Regions from separate parts of the Mus musculus genome. Here all the other regions are linked to region 1. A link is a contact called in public HiChIP or PLAC-seq data. All regions are on one chromosome and are shown on one strand. The core of a region is the stretch at or near the end of the contact, and the rest is flanking DNA. Distances in the headings are between cores, read along the strand shown.

Region 1 (4,566 bases), core at 1,148-3,647:
TCTTCAGAAACAATAGCCACCTTGGTCTAAATGTGACACACATCATCCCACCCTGTGCTTTCCACACAACCATAATGCATCGCTGCTTATCCCTCCCTGCCCTACTCCATAGCTACAGGGCAAAGCCACCCGATAGAGCTCTCACGGGCGCTTAGTTGATACAGCTGACTTGAGGTTTCCTCCTAGAGTCTCTATCAGCTTAGACTGGCAGATCTAGTATAAGGACATTCCCACACGTCTCCCCAAGTGTCTCTTGATCCTCAGTGCTTTCTGGAAGATCTTAGAAGCAGTAGTCAACACTAGGTCAGTTAGGTTCTTTTCTCAGAGTTTTGATTGTCTAATTACATGATTCACCAAACAATCTGATGTTAACTAAATAGTAAAATATATTATAAATGTATGAAGTAAAATTCTTGGTAGCATTTCACTTTTAACTATTGCTACTAAGTGTGGCTATCTTATAGGAATGCTTGCTAAGACTAAAATCACCTGCTATTCAACTGTCTATCAACCTTCCTGCATCTGTCTCTAGAGATCCCTTAGAGTCAGACTCCCGGTAGGTACAAGATTTAATCTCATGAATGACAGTGTTGCTAGGGAAAGATCTACCAGTTTGATAACAACCAGAGACTTCCCAAAGCCTGCTGTTTAAAATCTATAGCCTCCACTACTTAGTGATCAAGACAGTAACTGCTGTGATATTCTTCAAGTTTCAAAATCATTTCAGCTCCTCTGCTTGGGCCATTGACTGATGCCTTGGGATGTTTCTGTTGTGTATGAAGTTAGCCCCATAACAAACACTGCAGATTTGTTGGATAAAAAATCTTCCTATCTATGTAGCTACCTGGCAGCCATTTCCAGCCTCTTAGATATAAATTACTTCAATCAGAAACAATTTTCAAAATGCCCATAGGACCATACCTATATTTTTATTATCCATGTCATCTGAAATATGATGCTAAAAAAAGTTGCTGTAAATTTTTTATACCTTGAAAGTAACATGTATCCTCTTTGTCACAGGACTTTGACATGTGTATTAATAGCAATGTAAATAGGTGAGGTCTTTGGTTTCTTCTATCTGTAAATGTGATGGGTATTGATTTATAGATCTGTTCTAAGAAGCAGGTTAACAGGTTAAGAAGCCTAGCATTTAAAAAAAATGCAAAAAATTAACAAAAAAGAAGCCTAGCATTGCCTTGTGTGTTCTTTTACTTCAGTTGATATCTGCCAGTACAAGTTTACTAAGAGAAGTGAAATGTTTCCATAGCAACATGGCCACATAATCCCAAGCCAAAGAGGTTCACAGGTAGGGATGGTGGGTTGGGGTGAGACTCGAGAACAAGGTGTCGATTCTTTGGGAGAGGCCTCACGGCTGCTAAGAGATCTCTCTGACCCTGCTCCGTTCAGAACTGCTTTTAGAATTCTTGGCTTGACTGTCAGGACGGTCACTGTACCAGACTTCTCAAAAATTGCATCATCTACGTTAGTACAGATAGACAGCTGCCCGATTAGATGGGGATACATGTACAATAACCCATTGTTCAGGTCCATTTTCCCTACCCCAAAACCCCAGATCCACTGCCCTTCCTTCAGATAGTGGCTTCGCAAATATTAAAAGGTGCTGACTATCCACAGATCCCTTCTTTCCCCCCAGATTAAAAACCCTCTATTCTAACAGTGTTGAGCCGTCTCTGGTTTCAAGTCATTCCTTCTGAATGTCTTACTGATGAGAGGGGTAAGGAGAGAGAATGCAGGGAGGAGTCCACAAGGCATCACTTACCCTCTAAGGTGAGACAAACTGGAGACGGTCCGCCCAGCATTCCAGGGTGGCAGCACCCTGAACACCACACGGAGACGGTGAGAAACATTTCAAGGCTCTAAATCAAGCCGGGACAGGTCCAGGAACACTCTCTGAGTCAAAAGGCATTTGGTCCACTCATCAGAGTCATTCTTTATGACTCAAAGGTTTATGGCTTAAAGCTAGCATTACGGTGTTGTGATCGCCTATCTGTCTTTTCGGAGGGCGGGGGGTGGGGGGAGGGTTCCATTCCTTCTTTCATTCCTTCCCTTCTTCCTTTATGCCATTTCTTCTTCAGATTCACACACCAGATGGACAAACTTTGCAATCCCTGTACATCAGTGAAACCCCCCACCCCCACCCCCACCCCAGGGTCCCGTGGGAGGCACACATTGCTCTGAGTGTCGCTGAGAAGACAGTGGAATCCGTGTGTGGGGTCCGTTGTACAGGATGGGTGCCAGCTCACCCAAGAAAGTTATTATGTGAGAGAGTCATGGTGTAGGAAGGAAAGCCCCTGTCTGGGTTGATAATTGAGGCACAACACCCTTAGGTTGCATAATAAGTAAACAAAAGAGGGGTGTTGAATGAGGTGGTGCCTCAAGCAAGGGAGTTCTTAGACTTCATGTTGGGGCACAGAGCACAGACAGCCGACTAAGTCCCTTCTCCACCCACTGGAAGACCTGAAAGCGAGAATGCGCAGCCGTCTGGGTCTGGCCATCTTACAGAGAGGCCAACATCATGGCATGGGGAATGTGACCCGGTCTTGAGACTCTTAGGTAGCTAGCGAGCATCGCTGGCTCACTAGGGGACTGCTCGGAATGCCCAATTGCTTCCCCTGGCAGAGTTCGCTCCGGAGTTTCTATGACTTAGTAAGAACTGCGGAACCAAAGCTCGAGGGGGATGATGCACACGTGAGAACTTTCTGCTTCCACCCCTACAGTCTTTTGGGCTCCTGCCACGGTGCTGGTATTTGATTAAGAGGCCTAGGAGGGAAATCAGCCGCACATGGGCAGATCACAGAACACTCTCCACTTTGGAATCATGGAGTGGAATTCGAATCTGAAGCCAAAACTCCTATCTGTGCCTGCTTCGCTAATTACCCAAATTTCCTTGCTACGTTCTGCAGCTGTCTATATGAATAGAGCCCTGGCTCTCCGAGAGGTACTTCACAACACAGGTCCAGGCATTTGTGAGCTGCGACTCTGATCAATTTCAGAGCTAGGGCAGGTTGGGTAAGCTGGGTGCCCTGATTTATTACACATTTTCAGAATATAAAATTGAACAGCTGCCCCACGATCTGAAGTGTCAGAGAAACGAGGGTGACAGAGACACTGGACTGAGGAATGTGGGGGTGGGGAGTGAGGGGGTTCATGCGCATGCGCACACGTTCCCTGTAAGGACTTACACTGGTATCAAAGGGAATTGAGAAACTTTGAAAGGATTTGGGGAGAAAAGTTAAAGGAAAATGTTTGCGTTTCCGATGTTCCAGATTTCTCTACTAAAAACGCAACTGAATTTAAATATCTTACCAAAATATTGTTTGACCTGAGAAGGATCAGTTGGATATTATGGGATGCATTTCTCCTACACTTTACCTCAATTGCCTAACTTTTGTCTAGCTTTAACATCCGTGGTTTTCAGTAAGAATGAAGATAGAGGTGCTGTTGGATAGCTAGCGTTTCCCCAGTAAATGCACAAATTATTTAATGCAACTATTCCTCTGTTAGACTGTAAGCTGGCTGGCTATTCTATGTAGAGGAAATGAATTTTGGGAAAATGGTGTTTGGTTGTTGTTAGTGTTGTTTATTACTTTCCTTTTAATGGAACCATGAATAAGTCTGGCTAAGTGTGTCACCCATGAATGTTGAACTTAAAAAAAGCTAAAGTCCCTCTTGATGTTATGTGGTGATTGGGTAGGGGACCTTCGAGACCCTATTATGGCTAAAAACATGAAGGACATTTTATAGGACACACTGATAAACCAATAAAAATGTGACTTCTTGGCATGCAGAAAAAAGGATAACTTGGGTTTCTTTCAGTGAAATATTCGAAGGCTTTGCATTTTAAACAAAGCCCAGCTGGATTGTATGCACCAGTTCTAAGCTCTGAAATATTCCCATGATATCTAGTTTCAAAAATTTCTCCTACTGTAAATGGGTGGGTAAACTGTAAAGCTAAGAGAAGTTTCCCTCTTTACTGTTTATTTTTGTAATAAAGCATACTTTTGAGTTTAAAAAATGAGAGGAAATATAAAGTTATCCGGTGAAAAGGAATATCATCATAATCCCAAATGAAATAAAAACTATAAAATCAAAAAATGTCAGAGAGTCTCCAAGAATAGACACTTTGATTGAACTGGAATGTAGTCACGTGGTTGTCAGTTATGTTTGGAGCTCAAAATAAGATTATTGAAAAATCTTTTTGCCATCACCAGTAGGAGTACACTTATTGTGTTCATAGGACAGAGAGTCAGACCTTTCTGGGCTCCATCTTCTTAGATTAGACTGCCTTACTGTGATTACCAAACTAATAGATAGCTGTACAGCAAGTACCTTCTATTATTTTTTCAAATGCAAACTCACCCCCAGGTCATCACACCTCTCCTCTGTTTTTTCTTAGTTGTACTCTGCTATCTCAAAAAACCCCTCTGCTCTGTGTTCTCCCCTGAGATAAATTTCCTTCTCCTCCCAGACCCCTTAATGGTTCCATTTCACCTCCTATTCTTGCATTTCCTTTCAACTTGCATTTAAGGGTATCTGTTGCCCCCC
Region 2 (4,566 bases), core at 1,321-3,820, 100 kb before region 1:
ATTTGTTTTAATTGGTTCATTATTCATGTTTAATCTTCGGATCCAAAAGTTTTGATTTTATTTATTTCGTGCATTATTAAATGTCGCAAAGCATGTAAAATAAGGTTGGATACTGCTTTCATAGTACTTACTGTCATCCTGTGTAATTAAGAAAATGGTTGCTATTCCTAAGCCTTAAGTCAGTTACACCAGCGTTGGTCTTTGGGTTGTCAGTTCCTCTTTGGCTTTATTCCGTCTTCAGAGATCTTATCTCATTGAAGATGTGACCCTCCCCAAAGGGTTCTTATTAACACTGAGGGGTGAGAATCGTTGGCTGCTGGCCCCATTTTCCTCCATGGACACACAATTTTAATTCTTGCTTAGAAACCATTCTTTTAAAAATTCAAACAAATTATCATGATACTCAATAGCTACTAAAAGATTTTATCTTACTACTTGTAAGCAAAACTATGTCTACTAAACCCCATATTGTACTTATAAATGTATGTAGCACACTGCACATGAAGAGTCTACAGTAGAAGTGAAAAAAGTAAGATACATATGTATTCAACAGAGAAAATGATCAAGGGTGGCTTATGTAGCGCATAGTCACCTTTATCTTTAGCTATACCTTCGTATCATCTTTAGTGAAGCGACTCATTATTCAGTCTGTGAAATTGAACACCTTTTAAGGTTTTGATAGCAAGTCCATATACAATATGGTGGGAATAGAAGGAAGGTGGATGGCACACTGCACCACCACTAACATTCAGTAAGTCAGTATATATGGGAGCCACGTTCTTGTTCTACATATAAATTTCCCTACAGCCCTGCACATACACCCTCTCTTCCTTCAGAGCTCAACTCTTTCCATCATGAAGCAGCCCAGAGAATATTATTACCAAGCACCAATGCAATAGGAATCCTGGGCTTTGTAAGACGATGAAGTGGGTGTTCGACCCTGGGTAATATTAGAGAGCATGATAGGAAAAGGACTGAATGCGTCAGAGTAAAAGAAAGAGTGGAGAGACCAAAGATACCCAGACACGGGTGGGAAAACCGCACTAGGAGCGGCATCTTTACAATCTAGTCACGATAGAAACAGCCGAGTGACACAGAGTAAACATTCCGTAAATCCAAACATGCTCTGTGTTCTTTAGAGAGGCCACAGGCTTCAGTTTCCTCCTGATGGAAGCGATGTACCCCAGTTTGATCTAAGTGCAGCCAACATTAGCCCTCCGTTCTCTTGAGCTCCCACTTCCTCTGCCTTGCACTTGAATGATGTGATAAGGGGAAACGTACTGGGCGCAAGTGATGTTGGTATGCGCTGCTTTCCTGCTTTGCTTGTTTAGTTGTCTCAGGATTTCCTCTCTCTAGGTCTTGAGAGCACGTCCTTTCGGTGTGAAGGCAGCCTGCCGAGCAAGATAAGTGCTGAGCACTGGGCTGTAAAATTCTCAAGATACCCTGGGCATTTTAGCCAAGGGAGCCGTCACATAAGCCGGAGTTGTCCAAGGAAGCTGGAGCCCGTACAGGGATGGGCGCCTTGAAACTGGAAAGGAAGATCTGAGACATTGCTAGGCTAAGGAAGTGTTGGCAAGGTCAGGACTGCAGGGGTGCTTATGGCTTGATGATGCAATCATGCTGCCTGCCAGCTAGAGCCCAGAGCCTGTGTTCAGAGAGGAAAAGAGAGAGAAATAGGATAATTTCAAGCTCCAACTGGCCTTGGACAGTTATAACTTTACCAAGAACACTAAATCTTATAATCAGAGGTATTACCCCAGCTGCAAGATCTAGATATCCCTATTCTTGTATGCAACAGTAAAAAAGAAAAATTAAAAATCAGGAACTGTTTGTTTTAAATGATATGTTACCATACCAGGAACCATTTGATAATAATCATTATGATCAATATCACTTTTAATAAAGGAATATATATATGCATACACATATATACATATATATATATATATTTGTGAACTTTATATACATATGGACTATATATATATATATGACTTTATAGAGAGAGATGGAGTTTATATATATATATGTGTATATATATATATGTATATGTGTGTATATATATGTATATATATATGGGCTACATATATATGGACTTTGTGTGTGTCTGTGTGTGTGTGTCTGTGTGTGTGTCTCTCTGTGTATGTGTGTCTCTGTGTGTGTGTGTCTCTGTGTGTGTGTGGGGGGGGGGGATACATATATCAATTAATGACTGAACAGAGTTGAACATTTCCCAGTTATGTTTTGTTTTGAGTGACAGGTTTTGTTACATTTGACTTCTATGTTCTTATAACTCAATCGTTTCTTCGATAACAAATAACAAATGACATCAGTAGGATAAAGAGAAGACAGCATGAATTTGGAGAACTAAAGACCTAAAGCTGCTCCTTAAGAACTCTAACTTTTCCAACTGATTTCAGAGCGAATCACCCTTTCACTAAATGCTAGCAACAGCACAGCTACAGGCAAAGAGGTCTGCTTTAAATAAGGGCACTTCCCACTTCAGTGGCAAGGTTGCCACCTCACTTCCTACCGCCAGCCCTGCTGTGTTTTTCTTTTTTTTTTAATATTTTAGCTTCCAGGGTTCTTGCATCATTGACAACCTCATCTTCAGGCCAGATGTGAACTGCTCGCTCGCTCACTCGCTCGCTCGCTCACTCGTTCAGCATGAAATTCCAGAGGCAAAACCACTTCCGTTTCCTTGAGAGCTTGTTTTTCCTTTCTCTACTTGAAATGCTGATGGCACTTACCAATGAAGCACTGCTGTGTAAATAATTAAAAGAAAAAAAATGAGCCAATAGTGTTCCTGTAATCCAGAGCGTGTTAGTTGCATTTTCTGTAACACAACACTAAAACAATTGACCTACACATTTGGGCTTGCCGTTTTTGGTAGTTTTACATGAGCAGCCACTGTTTGGGGTCTGTGGTGACATGTGATATTATGGTGGGAGTGTGAACGTGGGGACAGCTGTCCCCACTGTGACCCAGGAAGTACAAAATGAATAAGGGAATAGATATCACAGTTCCTTAAAAGGACAACTGTAATGACTCAAAGCCTCCCCAGTAGGCCCCACGCTTAGACGCTCGCTCCTCTGTCTCCCAGCAGAGCCACCCTGGGAAACAATCTTAATGCAGTGGCCTCTGAGAGATAGCCAACACCCTAACTGTAGCACAGAGGCTGGTTCCCGACTTCACACAATTATGCTTGCCCTCATCACTGTCTCTTTATACCTTGTAGGTTTACTTCAGAATGAGGTTTCCCAAAGGACCTTTTTTTTTTCCACTCAGACCAGGGTTCCTGCATCATTGACAACCTCATCTTCAGGCTAAATGTCTTAGTTAGGGTTACTACTGCTATGCTGAGACACCATGAGCAAAAGCAAGTTGGAGAGAAAATGGTTTATTTGGCTTGTGCTTTCACATCATAGTCCATCAGTGAAAGGAGTCAGGACAGGAAGTCAAGGAGAGCAAGAACCTAAAGACAGGAGTTGATGCAGAGGGCATGGAGGGGTGCTGCTTATTGGATTGCTCCCTATGGCTTACTCGGGTTTTTTTTAATGGAACCCAGAACCCCAGACCAGGGGTGGCACTTCCCACAATAGGCAGGACCTTCCCCCATCAATCACTAATTAAGAAAATGCCCTACAGGTTTGCCTACAGCCAGATCTTATGGAAGTGTTTTCTCAACTTAGGTTCCGTCCTCTCAGATGACCCTAGCTTGTATGGAGTTGACATAAAACGAGCCAGCACAATTGTGGAAAGATATTAATATAAAATGAAAATTAGCGGAAAAATCCAGTGAAAATACAAGTTGCAAGTTGTTTACCATGAGCGTCAAATAAATATGGAAAGTATTGAGCAGCCTAAGGAGTTTCTCAATGACTACTCTCCTCCGCTCACATCTGACAGCTATCTAGACCCAGAGCAGCCAAGGGCCACACACCGAAGAGATTCACAGAGCAAGAAGTCCCAGCTAACTAAGCAGTTGGAGAAACAGGGGAAAAGGCTTTCTAGGACCTAGTTCCAGAGGCAAGAAAGTCATGTGGCCATCAAATTGCTTTAATGGATATCATGACTTTGTTGTTGTTTTTAACAACTATTCATGAAGGGATTCCACCCCCTCCCAAAAATGCATCTTTCCAGAGGGGCTCTTGTGAAGAGTCTTTGCTGCCCTTCACTGTCTGCAAGTCCCCTTCTGGCCAAGACATGGTCCACCTACACTGTGGGTGCTCTTACCTACGACATGGGACACACATTGTTCAAAGTATCCCAGTGACTCCCGATGCTTCCCTTCTTTTTTTTCTTTTTTTTCTTTTTTGTACTTTGTTTTCCTTTCCTATGGCTTCTTCTCCTCACCCCTTGGTATGCCATCAGAACAGTAGGAGCTCCACTTTTTCCCCCCTGTGCTTTTCTTATTTAAAATATGACATCTCTACTTAAAATGTTTAAGATTACATTATTTTTAAATACTTAAAATAGATTTGGGGTTATTTTTATTGAAAAGCAACTATAAAACATGAAAATTCTTTTGTTGGTAATGATTGCAAATATCTGTTCAAATGTTCTTTT
Region 3 (4,566 bases), core at 1,357-3,856, 88 kb before region 1:
GAGACGGGTCTGTTGCACATCCAAACCTCAAGCGTGCTCACTGCCACTCATCCCTTCCAGCAACTCTCCACTTAACCCTCCCACTGACCAAAACACTAAAGCCCAGCTGTTTGGAGTTCACGGAGAGTCATTTTCTGAACAGCGAAGAAAATTGTTATTATATGACACCCCTGCTTGGCCTTCCCTTGCAGAATGGAGGGCAAGGCGGTAGAAGATCCCCCACCTCCCTCTTCACTGTGCGACAAATGAGGTGACAGGTAAGGGAGTTGGAAGCATCGGTGGAAAGTACTTCTGCTCATAGTGGCTGGACTGCCACGGCTGTGGTGCTGATGGTCCTGGTGACTTGCACAGGCTTCTCTACGACCAATCACAGGGTGTGGCTGTTTCTACTTAGGCAAAGAGTTTGATCATGGGATGAAGTTTTACAGTTTCCTTTTTAGGTTATTTCTGTCTTGCCCATGTCTTGGTCAGAGTCTCTCTCTCTCTCTCTCTCTCTCTCTCTCTCTCTCTCTCTCTCTCTCTCTCTCTCTCTCTCTCTCTCTCCCCACTCCCATAATTTAATATTTCTACTTTTGATACCTTATTTACTCCATGTACAAACCTGTCATTTACCTCTCCATGCCTTAAAATCCCTTAAGAATTCTGTCTGTCATTTAAAAGGATCTGCAGTCTTCTATAAACAAAATACAGATCTGCCACTTGTGAGAAATAACAGAAAGGATTGCTTTAATTTCACCCCCTTTGATTTATGCCCCTCACTGTGCCCGGTCATAGCCCCTATCAGTTTTGCTTACCTATGCCCCCAGCCCTCTGGGCTTCTTTCTTAAGAGCAGATTGTATCACTAAGGATTCAGTGAATGGGAACTTGAGAGCCATGCTAATTGATTGATGGGGCACATAGCCCCATCTGGCTGAACAGCATGTCTTTCTCATATCTCTCTAGCTCCTCACAGTCTAAGCAGAGTTGCTGCCTGCCCATCTCCTTCCTACTTGGTACCTTGACATCTTGGCATCAAATTGCATTTTATTCCCCAAAGCCATTTGCCTCCTAAGTGTTCCACACAAGGCTCCTTGGCCTGATGTTAAGATGGTATTCAGATAAAGCCTATGGCTCACTTCTCAGAATATTTACAAATGTGTGAATAAAATAGTAGAAAATTGTGAAGAAAGCCAATTATTGTGAAACATATCTATAGAAATGTTCAGATCACAAAATGGTGATGTAGTAGCTTAATATGAACTAATTATATGATGATTTTAAAATATAGGAACTTAGGTATACAGTTTTTAAAGACCCCAGGGCACGGACTGCTCTGTCCGTGCTAGACTAAGAATTACCCTGTGTGCTGACCTGGTCTAATCTTATCTCTTATCTCTTTGTCACTAACCAGCATAAATAGAAAAACCTAAGAAGCAATGGCTATTGCTAGGTCACCAGCATAGAGCCTGCAACTTTACTGTTAGGTAAGAGAATGACAGTAATGCACAGAGGTGCCCCGGAGTTGGTCACCGAGGTCATAGGAACGTCAGTGGGCAGAAGAATGCCAGCTATGTGTAATCAACAGTGAGCTGCGATCCACAGACCTGCAGAGTAGGGGTGAATAGAGATGTTTTGTGATATATATACAAAAGTGCAGTGTGACATGGAAAAGCACGGTTTTCATTGGCGACACAGTCCCAGGGACATCTAGTAGCTATAGGAGGGAGGCCACCTCATCTATATTGATTATTGTGGAAACTGCTAAAGGGAGCTTAAGACACTCTTAAGCTTGAGTGTATGAGTTCCTACACTGTCCACACACTGTAAACTGCAAGTCTCTGGTGCTTACTCTGGTCTTCAAATGTTGCCAGTAGCTTTTGCTGTGCACCAGCTCTTGACCCAGTGAGGTACCAAGGGTTGTAGTTCCCATGAAGAGCACCCATAAACACCAGCTCCTATCATTGCAATGCCAAGTTCTCATAGAGAGCTGACACAATTCCACAAACCAGACAACTCTAAAGAAAAATAAAATAGACTAAAATTGAAGGTTAAAAAGTTATTAAAAAAAAAGATTGAAAGTAAGATAAATCCAGACTCTGCCTATGTAGTAACTTTCTTCAGCACAGAAACAGAAATTGATAAATTAAAAGGAAATTAGTCATACTCTTTTAAAAGATTTAATAAAGTGAAATAAACACACAGTATAAGCCGTATGCATTGGGGGAAAGGAATGTAATGCCTCTATTAAAGACATACTATCTTGATCGCTAAGGGAGAGTGGAATCTAAATGTCTCAAATACTGAGACACAAGGCAGGGCGCTATTTCCAAAGCTAAGCACCTTAGGAAGAAAAGAGGGTAAGCGACTATAAAGTGAGAAAGTTTAGACAAATCACAATCTAGATGAGCTTCGGCTGACATAAAGCAAACCATTTAAGGATATGCATCGAACCAGATCTCTGGGATATTGTATTGTATGTTTACTCTCTTATGTCTTCTGGGAAATAGATATCTGTGTTTCAAATGACCGGGTCTGTAATAAGCCAGCAACGTTAAGTGTCTGGCCTGCTTTGCAGGATACTTGCTCTCAAGGATGCTGGCACCACTCCAACGAAGGGCAACCACAAACATTGACTCTGTGAACTGCTTTGTGCTCCCTGCGTTCACAGCGAAAAGCAAGTAAGGGCACATGGAATGCCTTTTAACCAGGAGTGAGGTATGCCTGCAAATATGCAGTAAACAGAGACAGCTTCACTCTAGATTTTTAAAGGGAGACAGCCATGGGGGATGCTTGTGATGTGAGTGAGCGTATAGCTGCAGAGTTTACTGTCTTTGATAAGGAGAGAATGAGTCAGTGAGTGTCACGGCCATCTTTGAGGAGAAAGGATGAGACATAGAGAGACTGAGATTGCAGCTGGGCCTCAGCCTGCCTGAGACTAGATAGGCAACCTCTGCACATGGTTTATTACATAGAGGTGAATGTGGAGAAGGATTTAGCTAGTCTCGGGGGGGGGTGAGCCTCAGACTAAAGTTATCCTAGAGAAGATGCTGTGCTTGATCGTTCCTGCACACACACTCAACACTGACACCCGGACCAGAGGAAGGCTTTGCCTTTTGTAGGTCTGAGGCTTCGGGGTCCTTGTTATAGCTGTCTTCATTATCAACAATACACATTCACTAAGGACTTCATCCACTCCTGACCCAGTCACTCACCACGTCCTCTACTCCACAGCCCAGCATAAATACAAAAGTTAAATAATTCCAGTTTGAGCTGCTCTAAGGATCCTTTTCAGGCCAGAGCCCTTCATGAGCAGAACTTAGCCTATAGAGAAGAATAAATATGAGATCTATCGGGTTCATCCATGGAACCCAGAGAAATCCTCTCTACAGTTCCAGGTCAGGCCTAGTAGTATATCTCTCCTAGTAACTGGCATTTCTCCTCTTTGTAGAACAAAAATACTTACTTCCCAGATGCTAGGTCATATCTTTAATCCTCTCCCCCCCCCTCTCTCTTTCTGTTTAATGAGATGTTGGCCTCTTTTCCAAGTTAAGTGAACAGAATGTCAACTACATCATCACCTAAAACAGGAGGCTCCTGGCTGGTTTAGAAATCAGAATGAACTAAAATTAGAAGTTATGCTTTTAATATTTCAGTTTGCATACACAATTACGTTCAGGCTTCAGCACATAGGAGCAGGACTGAAGCGGTTTGTTTTGAGGGATTTGGGATTTGGGGGCGCACGGGACTTCTAAAAGTCCAAAGTGGAAGGCAAGATACTTTTTTTTTCCATTTTTGCCCAGTAATAACTTCCAAAGTACATTTATGATTTGAGTTTTTTAAGAGAAAAGAAAAAGAGTGCTAAATATATTATACTTAAAACATGGCATTATTTTGCTTAGTCCTTTCTAGGTGTGGTGTTTGGCTTCTTGATTCTATAGTTGTCAACTTGACGAAATCTAGAGTCACTGAGGAAGAGTCTCAATGAGGGATTATAAACATTGGGTTGGACTGTGAGGCTGTCTTAATTAGGTAACCTATGTGGACATTCTGTCCTGCTGTGAGTAGCGCCATTCCCTAGGCAGAGGGTCCTGAACTAAGGGTGGAGAATTTGAGCAAGCATGAACAAATGAACACGTGTCCATTTTTTCTCTTTGATAGTGACTATGGAGGTGATATGATTAGCTATTTGTAGTTCCTGACTTCACTTTATTACAATTATTGATCTGAGTAGTCTGACTACAAGTTATCTATTCAGTGCAGGTATTCCTGTTATCAATGCAAAAATTACCAAAGGATAGAGGAATTTTTGCTGATATTACTGTCATGAATTTTCCCAATTAAGACATATCTTGATGCTGAAAAGTTGTTCAAATGTTGTGTCTTACTTTATATTAGAGACAATTTTACTCGTGTATTCCAAGCAATGTTATTAATTAATATTTCTCAATATCACTTTGTAGATAGGGTAAAGGATGCAAATAACAGAAAATAATGCCATCTTCCTGGTGAGTTATTGGCTATTAATGGATGCCTGGGGGAAGGAACATTGTCTTCACCCACTGGCGAGCACGCTAGGCTCCAATGGA

What was found. HiChIP or PLAC-seq counts read pairs in DNA pulled down with a chosen protein or histone mark.
Region 2: a contact with region 1 is called in an H3K27ac HiChIP or PLAC-seq map of embryonic fibroblasts, with 12 read pairs. The contact joins two enhancer-like sites. A contact is called at or near these places in 6 of 484 Hi-C or Micro-C datasets (the HL-1 cell line, adipose-derived mesenchymal stem cells, cerebral cortex and 2 more), 2 of 115 datasets of contacts at active chromatin or transcription factors (embryonic fibroblasts and embryonic stem cells) and 2 of 9 other capture datasets (liver and pancreatic islet).
Region 3: an H3K27ac HiChIP or PLAC-seq map of embryonic fibroblasts shows a contact between it and region 1, with 24 read pairs. The contact joins two enhancer-like sites. A contact is called at or near these places in 10 of 484 Hi-C or Micro-C datasets (the HL-1 cell line, adipose-derived mesenchymal stem cells, cerebral cortex and 5 more), 2 of 115 datasets of contacts at active chromatin or transcription factors (embryonic fibroblasts and embryonic stem cells) and 2 of 9 other capture datasets (liver and pancreatic islet).

Annotation. Positions count from the first base shown.
Region 1 is chr8:36,637,997-36,642,562 of GRCm38.p6, reverse strand. The region is part of intron 5 of Dlc1 (deleted in liver cancer 1); the gene reads left to right. Among named protein-coding and RNA genes, the nearest start is that of Trmt9b, 180 kb to the right of the region's middle. Within about 2 kb of position 2,397, at least 39 of the 459 cell types and tissues checked have an H3K27ac peak or open chromatin away from gene starts, as enhancers often do. A contact at or near this core is called in adipose-derived mesenchymal stem cells and embryonic fibroblasts, where this site is marked.
Region 2 is chr8:36,743,020-36,747,585 of GRCm38.p6, reverse strand. All of the region lies in intron 5 of Dlc1 (deleted in liver cancer 1), which reads left to right. Among named protein-coding and RNA genes, the nearest start is that of Dlc1, 210 kb to the left of the region's middle. Within about 2 kb of position 2,570, at least 74 of the 459 cell types and tissues checked have an H3K27ac peak or open chromatin away from gene starts, as enhancers often do. A contact at or near this core is called in embryonic fibroblasts, where this site is marked.
Region 3 is chr8:36,725,856-36,730,421 of GRCm38.p6, reverse strand. The region is part of intron 5 of Dlc1 (deleted in liver cancer 1); the gene reads left to right. Among named protein-coding and RNA genes, the nearest start is that of Dlc1, 220 kb to the left of the region's middle. Within about 2 kb of position 2,606, at least 58 of the 459 cell types and tissues checked have an H3K27ac peak or open chromatin away from gene starts, as enhancers often do. A contact at or near this core is called in adipose-derived mesenchymal stem cells and embryonic fibroblasts, where this site is marked.